Linked DNA regions of Mus musculus: region 1 is linked to region 2. Evidence: chromatin contacts called from public HiChIP or PLAC-seq data. All regions are on one chromosome and are shown on one strand. Each heading gives the region's core, a stretch centred on a gene start, on an enhancer-like site or on the middle of the called end of the contact. The rest is flanking DNA. Distances are from core to core; before and after follow the strand shown. Region 1 has its middle 28 kb from the start of Gm26578. Region 2 holds the start of Tti2 (TELO2 interacting protein 2).

Evidence for each region. HiChIP or PLAC-seq counts read pairs in DNA pulled down with a chosen protein or histone mark.
Region 1: a contact with region 2 is called in an H3K27ac HiChIP or PLAC-seq map of acute myeloid leukemia, with 2.9 times the contacts expected there. The contact joins the enhancer-like site here to the promoter of Tti2 in region 2. A contact is called at or near these places in 1 of 39 promoter capture datasets (hippocampal neurons) and 5 of 115 datasets of contacts at active chromatin or transcription factors (acute myeloid leukemia, astrocytes, bone marrow-derived dendritic cells and 2 more).

What each region holds. Positions count from the first base shown.
Region 1 is chr8:31,979,752-31,983,196 of GRCm38.p6, forward strand. It overlaps a transcript of Nrg1 not described here. Among named protein-coding and RNA genes, the nearest start is that of Gm26578, 28 kb to the right of the region's middle. Within about 2 kb of position 1,305, at least 5 of the 459 cell types and tissues checked have an H3K27ac peak or open chromatin away from gene starts, as enhancers often do. A contact at or near this core is called in acute myeloid leukemia, where this site is marked.
Region 2 is chr8:31,148,772-31,151,948 of GRCm38.p6, forward strand. Tti2 (TELO2 interacting protein 2) reads left to right here and starts at 1,545. Exons shown (of 7, transcript NM_144927.3): 1 at 1,545-2,728. The coding sequence starts at 2,079. Snord13 (small nucleolar RNA, C/D box 13) reads right to left here and starts at 1,187; the gene lies at 1,090-1,187.

The DNA.
Region 1 (3,445 bases), core at 55-2,554, 830 kb after region 2:
TTTTGTTTTGTGTGTGTGTGTGTGTGTGTGTGTGTGTGTGTGTGTGTGTGTGTGTGTGTGTGTTTAATCAAGAAAGGACTTCTGTCAACATTTCCTAGGCTTTGTAAAGGTTTGGGTTTCAAGAAACCAAGACTGTATATTGGGAGTAATGGGCTTTCACCAGTTATTTAAGTTAAAAAAGCAAGATTTTTACTAGTGACTATGCAATTTACACAGCAATGATTGTCGCTTTTGAAAAAAAAAAAGAAAAAGAAAAATCACTTACAAACCAAGTTTTAGGAAGTAGGACAATTTAAACAAAATTCCCAAATGGAAGCTTCAGAAATATTGCATTCAACTCTGGGTTGTGTCTACATGAAACCACTCCCTAATTTGTGTTTAAACTCAATTTCTATAGAAAGTGATTTCTTGCATAACATTGGTATACCTCAAATATCTTACATAAAACAAGGGAACACTGTGAAGCAGAACCAGAAGGGCTCAGCAATTCTAGGAAAGTATAAGCACCTCTATTTTTAATGAGGAAAATCCTCCTAAAAGAATTCAAAAGCTGTAGAAATAAAAACAGTGAACGCAGCGCATCCCAGCTTACAGGCAAACCTGAGGACTGTACTTAAACAACTACAGGGCCAAAACTATGAACAACAACACTTTGATCCAAAAAGACTCAAGGAAGTGGCAACCATGATGATGGCAAAAATAGAGGAAGAAAAAAAATGTCAAGGTTCTGTGAGCTTGCACTCCCCTCATACACAGACAGGTCCCATGTGTAAGGCATGTTGTTCATATATTGAGGATAGAAAGCCATAAGGGACAACATACTCTGGCTAAAGAGGAAGATCTTATGGAAGCAGCTAATGGTCAGACCTTTCTACTTCCCTTACTGCCCTACCACATCTCCATTCAATCTTCATTTGAAGGCCACCCTGTCACATGTTTCCTTTATTCCCAGAGAACCAAGAATAACAATGCCTGCTGGGACCTTAGGCACACTAACATTGATCTGCCCTTTGAGACTCTTTGTTAGAGTTGCTTTACAAAAAATGGTGCAAACATCAGCTGAGAAATGTAAAACATTATTTCCCCATGTATCCAGGCTACATTTCAGTTCATTTTTATCACCATTGCTCACCCCATTCCAATACCTGACCCAATTCTAGCCCCGGCTCTTCCAGGAAGGGAACTTTGATAGGATTAGGCAATCCACTGGCCAACGAAACCACCCAACTACAAAGTAACCACAAAAGTGGAAAAGCCAGGAAAGCAGTCGGGCTGCCACATAGGCAAAGCAGCCCTCACACGCAATGCAGGACACGTCACAGGAAAAGGGGAAGAACGCAGAAAATGGTTGTATGTCATGAGGTGGCAGCGCTCATCCTGGACACCCATGCCACAGGGAATGTCTAGCCGGAATGGACCCTGTCAGAAGCTGACTGAAACATTCAGGGAAGGATCAGATGACGAACATATGCCTAGGCAGCAAGGGAGAGGATTTAGAATCTGCTATTAGCATTAGTCTGTTTGGCCTTGGGTGTGTTCTGGATTCACATCTGTTCCTGGGACACCTTTTTCCACTAATGGCAGAGGACTCCACCTCTTCAAGACAGAAACACAAATTGCTTTTCTCACTTTTTTTTTTTGGCATTCTGAACAACGTTTGGGACCCAATGAATCCTGAAGTAGCTAGCAAACTTGTAGCATAAAAGATATCAAACAGAGATTACACAAATGAATTGCTGAACTTAGGGTACCTTGGGATATATATTTGAGTACATTTATCAAAAAGCCTTCTGGAAAACATGATAAAAACAAAACAAAACCTTATGTGCTAGTCTTCAGATACTGCCCACCTTTTACTCTCACTGGCCTAGAACTGGCCAAGTAGGTGAGCTGACTGATCAGTGAGCCCTGGAGACCTGCTGGCTCTGCCTCCCCAGCCCCTCAGTCCTAAGTGCCACCACCAGAACCAACTAAGGCTCACAGAACATAAAATTAGCTATATAATCATGGGATATCTCCACCATTTGGAATCAGAATATTCACATCTATCTAATACAGAAAAATGTTGTTGCTGCTGCTGCTGCTGCTGCTGTCGTTGTTGCTAGAAGATCCGTTTAGAAGATTTCCTCTTTTGGAGGAGCTAGAGAGATGGCTTAATGGTTAGAAGCATTTGTTACTGTTGCAGGACCTAGGTTCAATTCCTAGCACACATATGGCACCTCAGAACCAACTGTAACTCCAGTTCCAGGGGATCTGATGCCTTCTTGTGGCCTCTGCGAGCATCAGGCATTCATGTGACCAGGCAACACACCTATACATATAAGATAAAAACAAGTAAATCTTCGTTTTAAATCTCCACTTCTGTTTAAATTTGATAAGGTATGGCTTCATGCTCCTAATGATTGGCAATGATTTTCAATAGTAATAAAGATAGCCTGGATCAAAATATCAATATAAATTGGAATAAGGCACTACCGTTGAGCAGAAACTATGCTGGCCTTAGACATATAAACCTGTATAATTTTTCTAGGAAGAAGGAGGTTTGGGTACAATGAAAGGAATCCATACAATGATAATATCATATTATATAACAGATTGTTATGTTATATGATACTATCCTGTGCTCTCTCCACTCTATTTCTTGCTTATGTTGTGTGGAGGACACTACAAGTAATTTGTACCTGTGATGACTCTATACCCGTGAGGACTCTGAGATCATTTATCTGTTTATAAAACTGTGCTGGATTTTTATGATGAGAGCTACTAAGTAGCTTTCCAATCCAAATTGAAACGTTGAGGAATTTGACGCTAGAAAGACTCAAGGAGTGGACCACTTACATTGCTCTTCTAAAATATGTTGCAATTTTTTTTTTGAAAAGGGGAAGTGAGAATAATAAAAGTGGATTAGGGTAAAACACTTGAGGAAAGAGGAGACACGCAAAATTTTAGATGCACTCAGATTAAGAATGCAAGAAAATGGAAGATAAATAGAGCATCAAAAGAAGTTTAGAAATGAGCCTCTTAAAACACCAACATGGTGTTAGAATCAGAGTTTAGAAACTGGACTCCAAGTCTGACCATGACTCTCTAGGTGCAGATGAACAATTTGAGGGCATACATTGGAGTTTGTTGTAATAGTTTTCTTTATCATCTCATGGAACTTTTATCCAGTTCTATTTGAATTGTCAATCATTTGATTCACTCCCATCAGCAACTCTAAGGAAAGATTGGATTGAGCTTTGGAATGGAACAAAGTAAAAAAAAAAAAAAATCATGGCCAGTCAGAGTGGAGATGCATACAATAATATAGCCTAGGAGCAAGAAGAGCAAAAGCAAATCTAGGGCCTGCTCCGTGTCTGGTGGTATGGAGTCAAAGGCATCCATGAAGGCTGTGCTGAGGGCAAAGGCAAGCATGGAGAGGAACCTCAAGCTGAAGAAGTCAAGG
Region 2 (3,177 bases), core at 295-2,794:
GTGGACATGGGCATTCAGGATACATTTGTTGCCTTGACTAAATTGTGCCAGGCACTAGATAGAAGTAAAGGCATGGCTGGCTCGGGCTTTGGGAAACCCAGCGAGAGATCTCAACAATACAGAGCACTCCTCAAGTCTGAAAGGCGTCTGGATCCACTGGACACAAAGGGCACATGCTACAGAAAAGAAACGTCCCACACAGTACAGACACAATAACCTCTTATTGACTGGCCTCAAGCTGCTTTTGTTAAGGGAAGGTTTCTCTTGGAAGTGGTTAGCAGTGATTGATCAGAGTGCCACCAATTGGTCAGAGTGGGAAAAGCCAGAAGAAAGAGGTTCCGAGTTAGAATTCTAATCACCAGATTTTCTTGGAAAGAAGAAATGTAAATTAATGTTGGTGCTGTTGCATAACAATGGGAACTAACACCTCTATGAACTTTATGCTGATCAGATATTGTTCCCGGCATTTATGTACATTAAAAATTGTCCCAACAGTCCTAAGAGATGGGGACCAGTAATTATCTACATTTGTTTCCCCAATACAGAAATTAAGACATAGAGATCTGAGCTATTGCCGTTTGCAAGAGGTCACACAGAGAAGTGAAGGGGGGAAAAAAAGCCACACAGGCATCACTGGTAGTGTAGTGGCAAATAGTGTAACACTAAGAAGAGCATGTCTTGGAGTGGAAAGATGGTTCAGTTAAGAACATGCCATGGCTAACAAACTCCAGAAATTCAAGTTCAGAGAACTGGACACTGTTTTCTGGCTTCCGCGGGGACCAGGGGGGGCACCAGGTACACATATACGCATGTGAACAAAGCATTTATACACATCAGAGTAATAACTTAATAAAACAATTTTTCTTAGAAAGAAGTGAATTGTACCAGAGCGACTTGTAAGAAGCATAACTCTGTCACTTTCAGTTTCTCTTAGGAATGGAATGTACTTTAGTAATAATGTATTAGTCCCAGGTACCCTGGACACTTTCCACTACCTAACCAGTAATCCTACCTGACTGAACCAAGAAGTAAAAAACAGGGCATAACTCTAATCTACACAAGAACCAGAAGTGGAGGATCCTCCTAAGTTCATGTCAGACGGGTAATGTGCCCACGTCGTAACAAGGTTTATGGGCGGCACATGTCACGCAATGGCGTGAACACCCAATCATCACGCTTTATGAACCAGAAAGGATCGGCCTTACTGTTAGCTTGCGAAGTATCGAGTAAGTCTCACCAGTTTTTCAAAGAGGGTGACTAATATGCTGCCGCTCTATTTAGCTTTTGCACACAAAATCTAGTACAATTTCAAACTGTTACTAGGATTTTGCGAGAATTCTCTTGTTTCTAGCCTAGCAGATGAAATCAGGAACAAACTTAATGAGCGAACGCTTAGTTATGCAAATATATCCTTCATGCTCCACCTTTTACCCCTTCCTTCTCTGACGGACTGTTTGTTGCTTTCTGGTCGCGAGTCGTAAAAAGAAGCGTTGCGGCTCCGCTGGCGGAAGTTAGTTTTGCTTTACGGCTACAATGCTCTCCAGGGCCGGAAGTTGCGGAATACAGCTACCGTACTGGAAGAGCGCTTGGTTTCGGGAGCCTTTTTGGTGTCACGGTTCAGTAGTTTGTCTTTAAAATTAACTGTTTTTTTTTTCTTTTTTGAGTTTTCGGAAAGACAAATTTCGCTACGTGTTAGGAGCTTGAGGCTCTCCTATTTTTTTTTCGAGACAGGGTTTCTCTGTGTATCCCTGGCTGTCCTGGAACTCACTCTGTAGACCAGGCTGGCCTCGAACTCAGAAATCTGCCTGCCTCTGCCTCCTGAAGCGTGCGCCACCACTGCCCGGCTTGAGGCTCTCTTCTTACAGCCACTTTACTGGGTGGATTGACACTCGATCCTTGCGTCAAGACAGTGAGACATCTCGCCTTTTAGCTGTGCCTGGTTTTAGTTCTGTTCGTTGGGGGACACCGAGCCCCGGACGACCTTCCCTCCGAGACTCCAGACACCATCCCCATTTGGTCTCTGTCCCCCCCCGGGGGGGGCGGGGGGGGCGAGCCCAGCCCCTCCGGTGCGACTAGGAATGAAGCTGGACAGTGCCGAAGAGAAGTCGGGGGTCGGCTGCTCCCTGCCTGCAGAGGGCTCTCCCCCGGCCCTCGAACCAGCCTTCTCCAAGATTCTGAACCGTCTCAGCCGCCCAAAGTCATCAGGACAGGGCGGCGCAAGAAATGCGGCTCTTAAAGACCTCGGCGCTTTAATAGAAGCCGCCGAAGGTGACAGATTCTTTGAGGGGAGTGGGAGTGGGGGATCCCTCCGGGGGATGCCCGAGATCCTGGGGCAGGTGGTGAGAGCCCTGGAGAAGTTCGCAGCACCCGAGGAGAAGGCAGATGGGGTCGAAGAGCATCCCGAAGTGCCCGAGAAGGCGACTGAAGTTGGCTCACTGTTTCTAAAGCTGTTGGGGAAGGTTGAAGCTGCCAAGAGTTCTCCCGACTGCCCTGCGTGGAAGACAGGCCTCCGTCACATGTCAGGACCCGTGTATATTTTTGCCATCACTCACAGATTGAAGCAGCCATGGACCAGTCCAGCATCTCAGCATGTTGCTGGTGAGGTGCTGTCTTTATTGCTTAGAGTTACTGAGTGCAGTTCTGTGGCAGGATTCCTATGCGGAGAAAATGAAGACGATCGAGGGAGATTTGCTGTGGTCTTGGGGCTTCTTAAGCCCCATTTGAATAAGTGAGTAATGCTCTTTTCACTATTATCAGACAGATAGGGGTGCTGAGATAATAGATTTCTTAAGGACCGGAACGGTTGTGGCTTACTAGAGACGAGGAAATCATATAGCAGCAAATTCAAGATTAGAACTGAAGTCATCAAATTCCATTTTCTCCACCAAATGACTGCCTTGGAAAACTGGAAATTCTGACAATAGATATGGAAGATTCTGTCCCATTTATATGGAATCGAGTATCTTATGCTAAGTACCCATGGGTATTTGGAGAAGACCCAGTCTTTCAGCATGAATTTAAATACAGGGACTTCTAACTTGTTCATAATTATTGGATAAAGTGATTATAAGGAATAATAATTGGGATGAAACTGAAAACGATTTGTAGTACGTGGTCTGAACTAGATTGCTATCAGCGTTTTGTTTTGTTTTTCAGCTAGGTCTTAATTTTATCTAT